2 separate regions of the Mus musculus genome follow, and region 1 is linked to region 2. The links are chromatin contacts, called in public HiChIP or PLAC-seq maps. All regions are on one chromosome and are shown on one strand. Each heading gives the region's core, a stretch centred on a gene start, on an enhancer-like site or on the middle of the called end of the contact. The rest is flanking DNA. Distances are from core to core; before and after follow the strand shown.

Region 1 (4,070 bases), core at 21-2,520, 140 kb before region 2:
GACTATGCCGGGGCCTAGCAAACACAGAAGTGGATGCTCACAGTCAGCTAATGGATGGATCATAGAGCTCCCAATGGAGGAGCTAGAGAAAGTAGCCAAGGACCTAAAGGGATCTGCAACCCTATAGGAGGAACAGCATTATGAACTAAGCAGTACCCCGGAGCTCTTGACTCTAGCTGCATATATATCAAAAGATGGCCTAGTCGGCCATCACTGGAAAGAGAGGCCCATTGGACTTGCAAACTTTATATGCCTCAGTACAGGGGAACACCAGGGCCAAAAAGGGGGAGTGGGTGGGCAGGGGAGTGGGGGTGGGTGGATATGGGGGACTTTTGGTATAGCATTGGAAATGTAAATGAGGTAAATACCTAATAAAAAATGGAAAAAAAATTCTAGGATTCAGGATGACAATGACTAGATATATACTAGAAAGTGCTGGCTGCTTCACATGCATAAATTATAACTTTCTTATATGAAAAGAGTTACAGAAGACTGCTGTCTGCTCTACCAGGAAATCACAAGAGGTGTGCTCAGGTGTCAGTGAAGAATAGGCTGTGTAACTCCTATAAGAAAATGTTATTTTGCTTTGTGTTTAGTTTCTGTTTTAAGAAAGCAGGGGTTGGAGCTGTGATCATAAAATTTATGTAAATTTAAGGAATTTTAAAATAATTATTTATAATGGTCAAAGTCTTATGATGTAACATTAATAGATAAAAGACTTGCTTCAGCTTCTTTGTATGGGAGAAAAAAATGAAAGGGGTGAAGGCAAAAGAATGGGAAAAAGCAGGAGGGTAAAAGCATGAGAAGAGGAGAAGGAAGAATGATGAGAATCCTTGGGTGAAGAGAGAGCACTTGATCACACTCCTTGCATCCACTACTGTGACCCAGAGTCACTATTGAATTAGAGCCACTCTCATTCCCACCTTGCTTCAAGTCCCACCTCACGCTCATGTGGACCTCTGCACTGTGTGACAATGGCTCATGACTATTGGGAGGTGGAAGCTTCTTCATAGCTGCTCACCTTCAGGAAAAACCTATGTGCCTGAAAGAAAGGAGGATTAGATATTTACAAAGTGTAGAGCAGTTACTGAAGAATCCATCAGAATGTCAGTTTACCCATTCAAGAACTAGTTCACTCTGAATCAGAGCTCTGCCACCACTACCTTGGAGCTTTGAAGACACAGTGAACAGGTTCCCTGTGTGCTCAGAAACAAGTCCCTTTGAGGATGCAGAGGACCAGCAGGGGGTGGTGTAGATTCAACTTTCACTAAGGGAGAAGCAGTAACAGGTGCAGAGGAACATCTGGAGAGTGAGTGAGGCAGTCCTAGGACTGAGGCTTCCTTTCCAAATATCACACACTTCCGTGACCATACAATACATGTGATGGAGCTCCTGTGACAAGACTACCAGTTTAGTACAGTAACAGTTCTTTGTTAAGTAATTGTGCATATGTTTTATTCATTACATATTAACCTTATTGGAAGGCCATAAACAAATTACATATGCAAATGAGAGAATGATAGAGAATTTCAAACATGATGTGTCAAATGTTTGAACATCACTATCATAGTCAGCTGCATCTGTACATCTATCTGTAACTTCTTTCCACTGGCAGGAGGGATTTTCTCAGTTGGAAACTATGACTGATTGTTACTTGGGAACAAGGCTCTTGTGGTTCCATTCACAATGTTGAACCAATGCAGGTCTGCTGGGAAAGTGTAGAACACCTGGGTCCTACTGCCATATGAAACCCTCAGATCTGGGGAAGGAGAGGGGGAGAAGCTGGGCACATTTTCACAGTCTGGTCTTCCATACATTTTATTTTCATCACTTACTTTTCTGTATATTTTCCCCTAAAGTGTTTTTTTCTAAATTAGTAATATTAAGACTTAATATATATGTTTCTATTGTCTTGAGGAAAAAGGACTCTGAAGGTAGTGAAGAGGTGACTTTATACCATATTAATACCAACTACATCAGAATATAGACTGTTTTCCTTACAATATCTTGATTCTGAGGTCTCCTTTATTGTTTACAACATTCCTGGCACTGGCTTCTTCCTTCTCCTGTCTTGTGTTTTTGGATGAGAGCCCTTCAATCTGATGTGATGTTCCAGATTTGTGATAAATCCATCCCACTTTTCAGATTTCCTCTTAGAACATTTAATTAGCTTATCAAAAATGAGTTGCCCACTGTTAAATTTTTTTTTAATTCCAGGCTATTGGGGATACACCTGAGATTGCTAACAGTTTCTGATAAGAGATTCAAATTCTTTTCCCTGCCTGAATGTGATTTACACCTCATGAGATTATATCCTGTCTCTGGTAGAAGACTTTCCATGTCATCTAAAGGAATATCTGGTTGCTGCTGTACTCTGTGCATGTTGGGATCCATTTACTCACAACATCCATATATAACATGCCTACCTCATTTGAATCCCATGATACTACAGTCATTATCTTTTTTTTAAAATTGTATTTATTTTTCATTAGATATTTTCTTTATATACATTTCAAATGCTATCCCGAAATTTCCCTATACCCTCCCTCCACCTGGCTCCCCTACCTACCCACTCCCTCTTTTTCGCCCTGGCATTCTCCTATATTGGGGCATATAAAGTTTGCAATATCAAGGGGCATCTCTTCCCAGCGATGGCCAACTAGGCCATCTTCTCTTACATATGCAGCTAGAGATATGAGCTCTGGGGTTACTGGTTAGTTCATATTGTTGTTCCACCTATAGGGTTGCAGACCCCTTCAGCTCCTTGGGTGCTTTCTCTAGCTTCTCCATTGGGGGCCCTGTGATCCATCTTATAGATGAGTGTGAGCATCCCCTTCTGTATTTCCAGGCACTGGCATAGCCTCATAGGAGAAAGCTATAACAGGGTCCCTTCAGCAAAATATTTCTGGCATTGTGCAATAGTGTCTGGGTTTGGTGACTGATTATGGGATTGATCCTCATGTGGGGCAGTCTCTGGATAGTCCATCCTTTGGTCTTAGCTCCAATCTTTGTCTCTGTAACTCCTTTCATGGGTAATTTGTTCCCTATTCTAAGGAGGAATGAAGTATCCACCGACTGGTCTTCACTTTTCTTGACTTTTTTGTGTTTTGCAAATTGTATCTTAGATGTTCTATGTTTCTGGGCTAATATCCACTTATTAGTGAGTGCATATCTAATGACTTCTTTTGTGATTGTGTTACCTCAGTAAGGATTATATCCTCCAGATAAATCCATTTGTCCAAGAATTTCATAAATCCGTTGTTTTTAATTGCTGAGTAGTACTCCATTGTGTAAATGTACCACATTTTCTGTATCCATTCCTCTGTTGAGGGACATCTGAGCTCTTTCCAGCGTCTGGCAATTATAAATTAGGCTGCTAGGAACATAGTGAAGCATGTGTTCTTATTACCAGTTGGAACTTATGGGTATATGCCCAGGACAGGTATTGCTGGATCTTCTGGTATTACTATGTCCAATTTTCTGAGGAATCTCCAGACTGACTTCCAGAGTGGTTGTACAAGCTTGCAATCCCACCAGGAGTGGAGGAGTGTTTCTCTTTCTCCACATCCTCACCAGCATCTGCTGTCACCTGAACTTTTGATTTTTGCCATTCTGACAGATGTGAGGTGGAATCTCAGGGTTGTTTTGATTTGCATTTCCCTGAGGATTAAGAATGTTGAACATTTTTTTTCTGGTGCTTCTCAGCCATTTGGTATTCATCAGTTGAGAATTCTTTGTTTAGCTCTGAACCCCATTTTTAAGTGGGTTATTTGATTTTATCGAGTCCAGTTCTTGAGTTCTTTGTATATATTGGATATAAGTCCCCTATCAGATTTAGGGTTGGTAAAAATCCTTTCCCAATTTTTTGGTGGCCTTTTTTTCTTATTGCCAATGTCTTTTGCCTTACAGAAGATTTGAAATTTTATGAGGTACGAGTTGTCAATTGTTGATCTTAAAGTGCAAGCCATTGCTGATGCGTTTAGGAATTTTTCCTCTTCCCATATCTTCGAGGCTTTTCCATACTTACTCCACTATTAATTTCAGTATCTCTGGTCTTTTTTAAAATATTT
Region 2 (3,609 bases), core at 49-2,548:
AAAATCATAGGGAAGTGATTCCTAGATGAGTGAACAGGGTCTGGATTCTTTGTGCTAAAGTGAGTGTCTCTCTCAAATCTACTGCATGCCAACATCACTCACCTGAAGAGGCTTATACTGAGGAACCAGGCCTTGTGTGTTACATACTCTCTGTGGGAAGCAGAAATGAACTCTCTTGAGGGTCCCTGCATCTCCCATCATGTGGGGAGCCGCCCTCACATTCGCTGTTACAAGATGGCGCTGACATCCTGTGTTCTAAGTGGTAAACAAATAATCTGCGCATGTGCCAAGGGTAGTTTTCCACTACGTGTGCTCTGCCTTCCTCGTGACGACAACTCGGCCGATGGGCTGCAGCCAATCGGAGTGACACGTCCTAGGCAGAGGATAATTCTCCTTAAAAGGGACGGGGTTTCGCCATTCTCTCTCTTGCACTCTTGCTCTGGCTCTTGCTTCTTGCTCCTGAAGATGTAAGCAATAAAGCTCTTGCGCTCTTGCCCTCGCTCTTGCGCTCTTGCGCTCTGGCTCCTAAAGATGTAAGCAATAGAGCTCTTGCTCTCTTGCACTCTTGCTCCTGAAGATGTAAGCAATAAAGTTTTGCCGCAGAAGATTCTGGTTTGCTGCGTCTTTTTTGGCCGGTCGAGAACGCGTGTAAGACCATCATAGATTCATATTCTTGAGTCCTAAAATTTAAGTATTCCATCAGAGGCAGCACTTGGGGTCAGAATGCAAATCTCTCCTTGATCCACTAAACCTTCGGTTGAAAATCCAAAGCCGGGCCTATGTATTCACAAGTGTGCAGATATGGACAGGCTTACTTCCTCATTCCTGCTGCTGATTGTCCCTGCATGTGATGGCCAAGGCTCCCCAAGGAATTAACTTTTCTCTCCTGACCTGTTCCAAACTTACCTTTTCATTTTTCTTTTTCTCCACAGATGTCCTGTCCCAAGTTACGCTTTAACAGTCTGGCCCTGGGAAATTGCAGCCCTCCCCGACCTTCAGTCTGACTTGTTCTTTCTCTGGGTTTTCACTGAGCACTTATGGAATGATGGTGAGCTGGATGTGTCAGCCTTCAGGGAAGGGTGTGGAGTGGCTGGCACACATTTGGTGGAATGATGATAAGGGCTACAACCCATCCCTGAGGAGCCGGCTGACAATCTCCAAAGATACCCCCAACACCCAGGTATTCCTTAAGATCTCCAGTGTGGTCACTGCAGATACTACCACATACTACTGTGCTTGAGGAGCTCATTGACACAGCCCCAGTTTTCAGCTGTACAGTATTTCAGGCTGGTGTCCAGCTCTGTTCCTTCCTATTATATCATAAGAGGGTATGGCCACAGTTTTCCTCTGGCCTCTGTGGTTTCCTGTTTCCTCTTAGGTTAAGAGCTTTCTCTTCCTGTTATTCACTCTAAGTCCCTGTTAATATCTTTATAAATGATTCTGCCTGTGTTTTTTTTAAAGCTGATGGCTGTTTGGTGACTACAGCAGGTGGTTCAGAGCTATGGTTCCACTCAGTCTTAGGCTTCAAATTCTCACAGCAACAGAGTATGATCACTGAGGAAACCATGTTTCATAATTCCATTGAGGAATCAGAGTGAGAAGAAGTGAGCCAGTTTCCAAACACAATCCTCTCCTCAAAGGAACCTGGAATTGTGAAATGGTAACCAGTCTCTTAGGTGGTGTTCTTAATCATCAAATACAGACACTTCCAAAAGGAACTTCTATTGGTTTGTGATCAACGAAAATATGGCCCAAGCAGAAGAGAAGGGAAAAATCATTCACTGTGAAAGCTGAATATAGAAAAATGGTGTAAATAAATATGTCCATTTATTCAAGGAAAGCTCCTGCATAGACATTGCAACAGATCAGCAAGTATGACGATCTTCATATTAGTTTAACTTAGGAGAATAATCTCATCTTGTCTATATATAATCTTATGGAGCCTGGATATTTGTGAATGGATTACATTATAAGAGGAGGATGTCTCTGTCAATCCAACTACTTAAATATGCATGCACTTCTGTACATAGCAACTTATGTGAGTCATCAGCTTCCAATATACTGATGTATGAAGTACAGCTTTATAGACATTACCCAGCACATCAGGGGTTCAGAAATGTCATGATAAAACCATTTAGCTCCTTGAATTGCAGGGATAAATGTTCCTTTATAGTCAGAAGTCATTGATTTCCTGAGGATGTTGCCATGTGAGCTAACAATTCACAGGATATCACATGGATTCAGACCAGTTATGGAAGAGAGAACATGCATTCAATTGATCCCCCTCTTCATATGCTTCAACATTAGGTGTATCCAAGTTTTGAACCTGAAGTTAGAACACAAATATACTTGAATAATCTGTATTTATGTAGAATGTATTGATGTTTAAATATATGTATACATACTTCAGATATTTAAATGCACATGATAACATATCCCTGCACAGTGCTATTATTTTCTCTCATTGTGAGGACAATATTTCATATCTGTCCTTCATTAGTGAAACATCAGCTCCTGAAATGCTTTACTGACATTCCCTGCCTAGAAATAAGACAACACTGAATTAGAAAGGTACACAGGAAGAGATAAAGCTTTCTAAGCATACATATTCTCCACCCATTAGGATCTTTTGAATGAAATTCTCTCAATTTTCGTATCTCATTAAATTCATGCAGTGTAGTAAAGAGATTGAGTTGCAAAATACATTGGCTTGATTTCTATTTCTTTCTCAATGTGATTTTTTTAAAAAGTTAACACTTTAGGAGTGCCACTCTAACTCTTCTTTCTATTGACCCCTGTATGTGAGGGTCCCAGGAATTCATCCATGGGAACATGGGGTGATCCATCTTCCCTTAAGATTCACTGTTGTTCTTCTGTCTTCAGCTTCTCTGGCCCAGTTACACCCTAATGAATACAACAAAGACCCTGCTCCCCCCCCACTCGTTTACACATTATTACAAATGGGAACTTTTGGAGGTGGATCCAACTGCCACTAGGAAAGAGAATGACTTTAATAGGATCATTGATGAAAATGTAGAAACAAATTAAATTTAGTCTCAGAGATATAAGCGACATTCTATAAGTAAACAGGAGCCATTTCTCAAAACACACCTGTCAACAAGCCCCTTCCGCTCCACTCGAGCCCCGGGCTACCTTGCCAGCGGAGTCGCCTGACACCCGCAAGGGCCCACACAGGATTCCACAAGGGATCCTAAGGCTCTAGTGAGTGGAACACAACTTCTGCCAGGAGTCCGGTTCGAACACCAGATATCTGGGTACCTTCCCTGCAAGAAGAGAGCTTTCCTGCAGAGAATACTCTACCCACTGAAACTAAGGAGAATCCTACCCTCCCAGGTCTGCTTATAGAGGCTAACAGAGTCAACTGAAGAACAAGCTCTTAACAGAGACAACTATAACAGCTAGCTTCAGAGATTACCAGATGGCGAAAGGCAAACGTAAGAATCCTACTAACAGAAATCAAGACCACTCACCATCATCAGAACGCAGCACTCCCACCCCACCTAGTCCTGGGCACCCCAACACAACCGAAAATCTAGACCCAGATTTAAAAACATTTCTCATGATGATGATAGAGGACATCAAGAAGGA

The links. HiChIP or PLAC-seq counts read pairs in DNA pulled down with a chosen protein or histone mark.
Region 1: an H3K27ac HiChIP or PLAC-seq map of large pre-B cells shows a contact between it and region 2, with 3 times the contacts expected there. The contact joins two enhancer-like sites. A contact is called at or near these places in 1 of 15 datasets of contacts at CTCF or cohesin (large pre-B cells), 1 of 484 Hi-C or Micro-C datasets (the C2C12 cell line) and 1 of 115 datasets of contacts at active chromatin or transcription factors (large pre-B cells).

The regions. Positions count from the first base shown.
Region 1 is chr12:115,653,156-115,657,225 of GRCm38.p6, reverse strand. It overlaps Igh. Among named protein-coding and RNA genes, the nearest start is that of Mir6388, 41 kb to the left of the region's middle. Within about 2 kb of position 1,270, at least 7 of the 459 cell types and tissues checked have an H3K27ac peak or open chromatin away from gene starts, as enhancers often do.
Region 2 is chr12:115,516,975-115,520,583 of GRCm38.p6, reverse strand. It overlaps Igh and the pseudogene Ighv8-10. Among named protein-coding and RNA genes, the nearest start is that of Gm30996, 110 kb to the right of the region's middle. Within about 2 kb of position 1,298, at least 31 of the 459 cell types and tissues checked have an H3K27ac peak or open chromatin away from gene starts, as enhancers often do.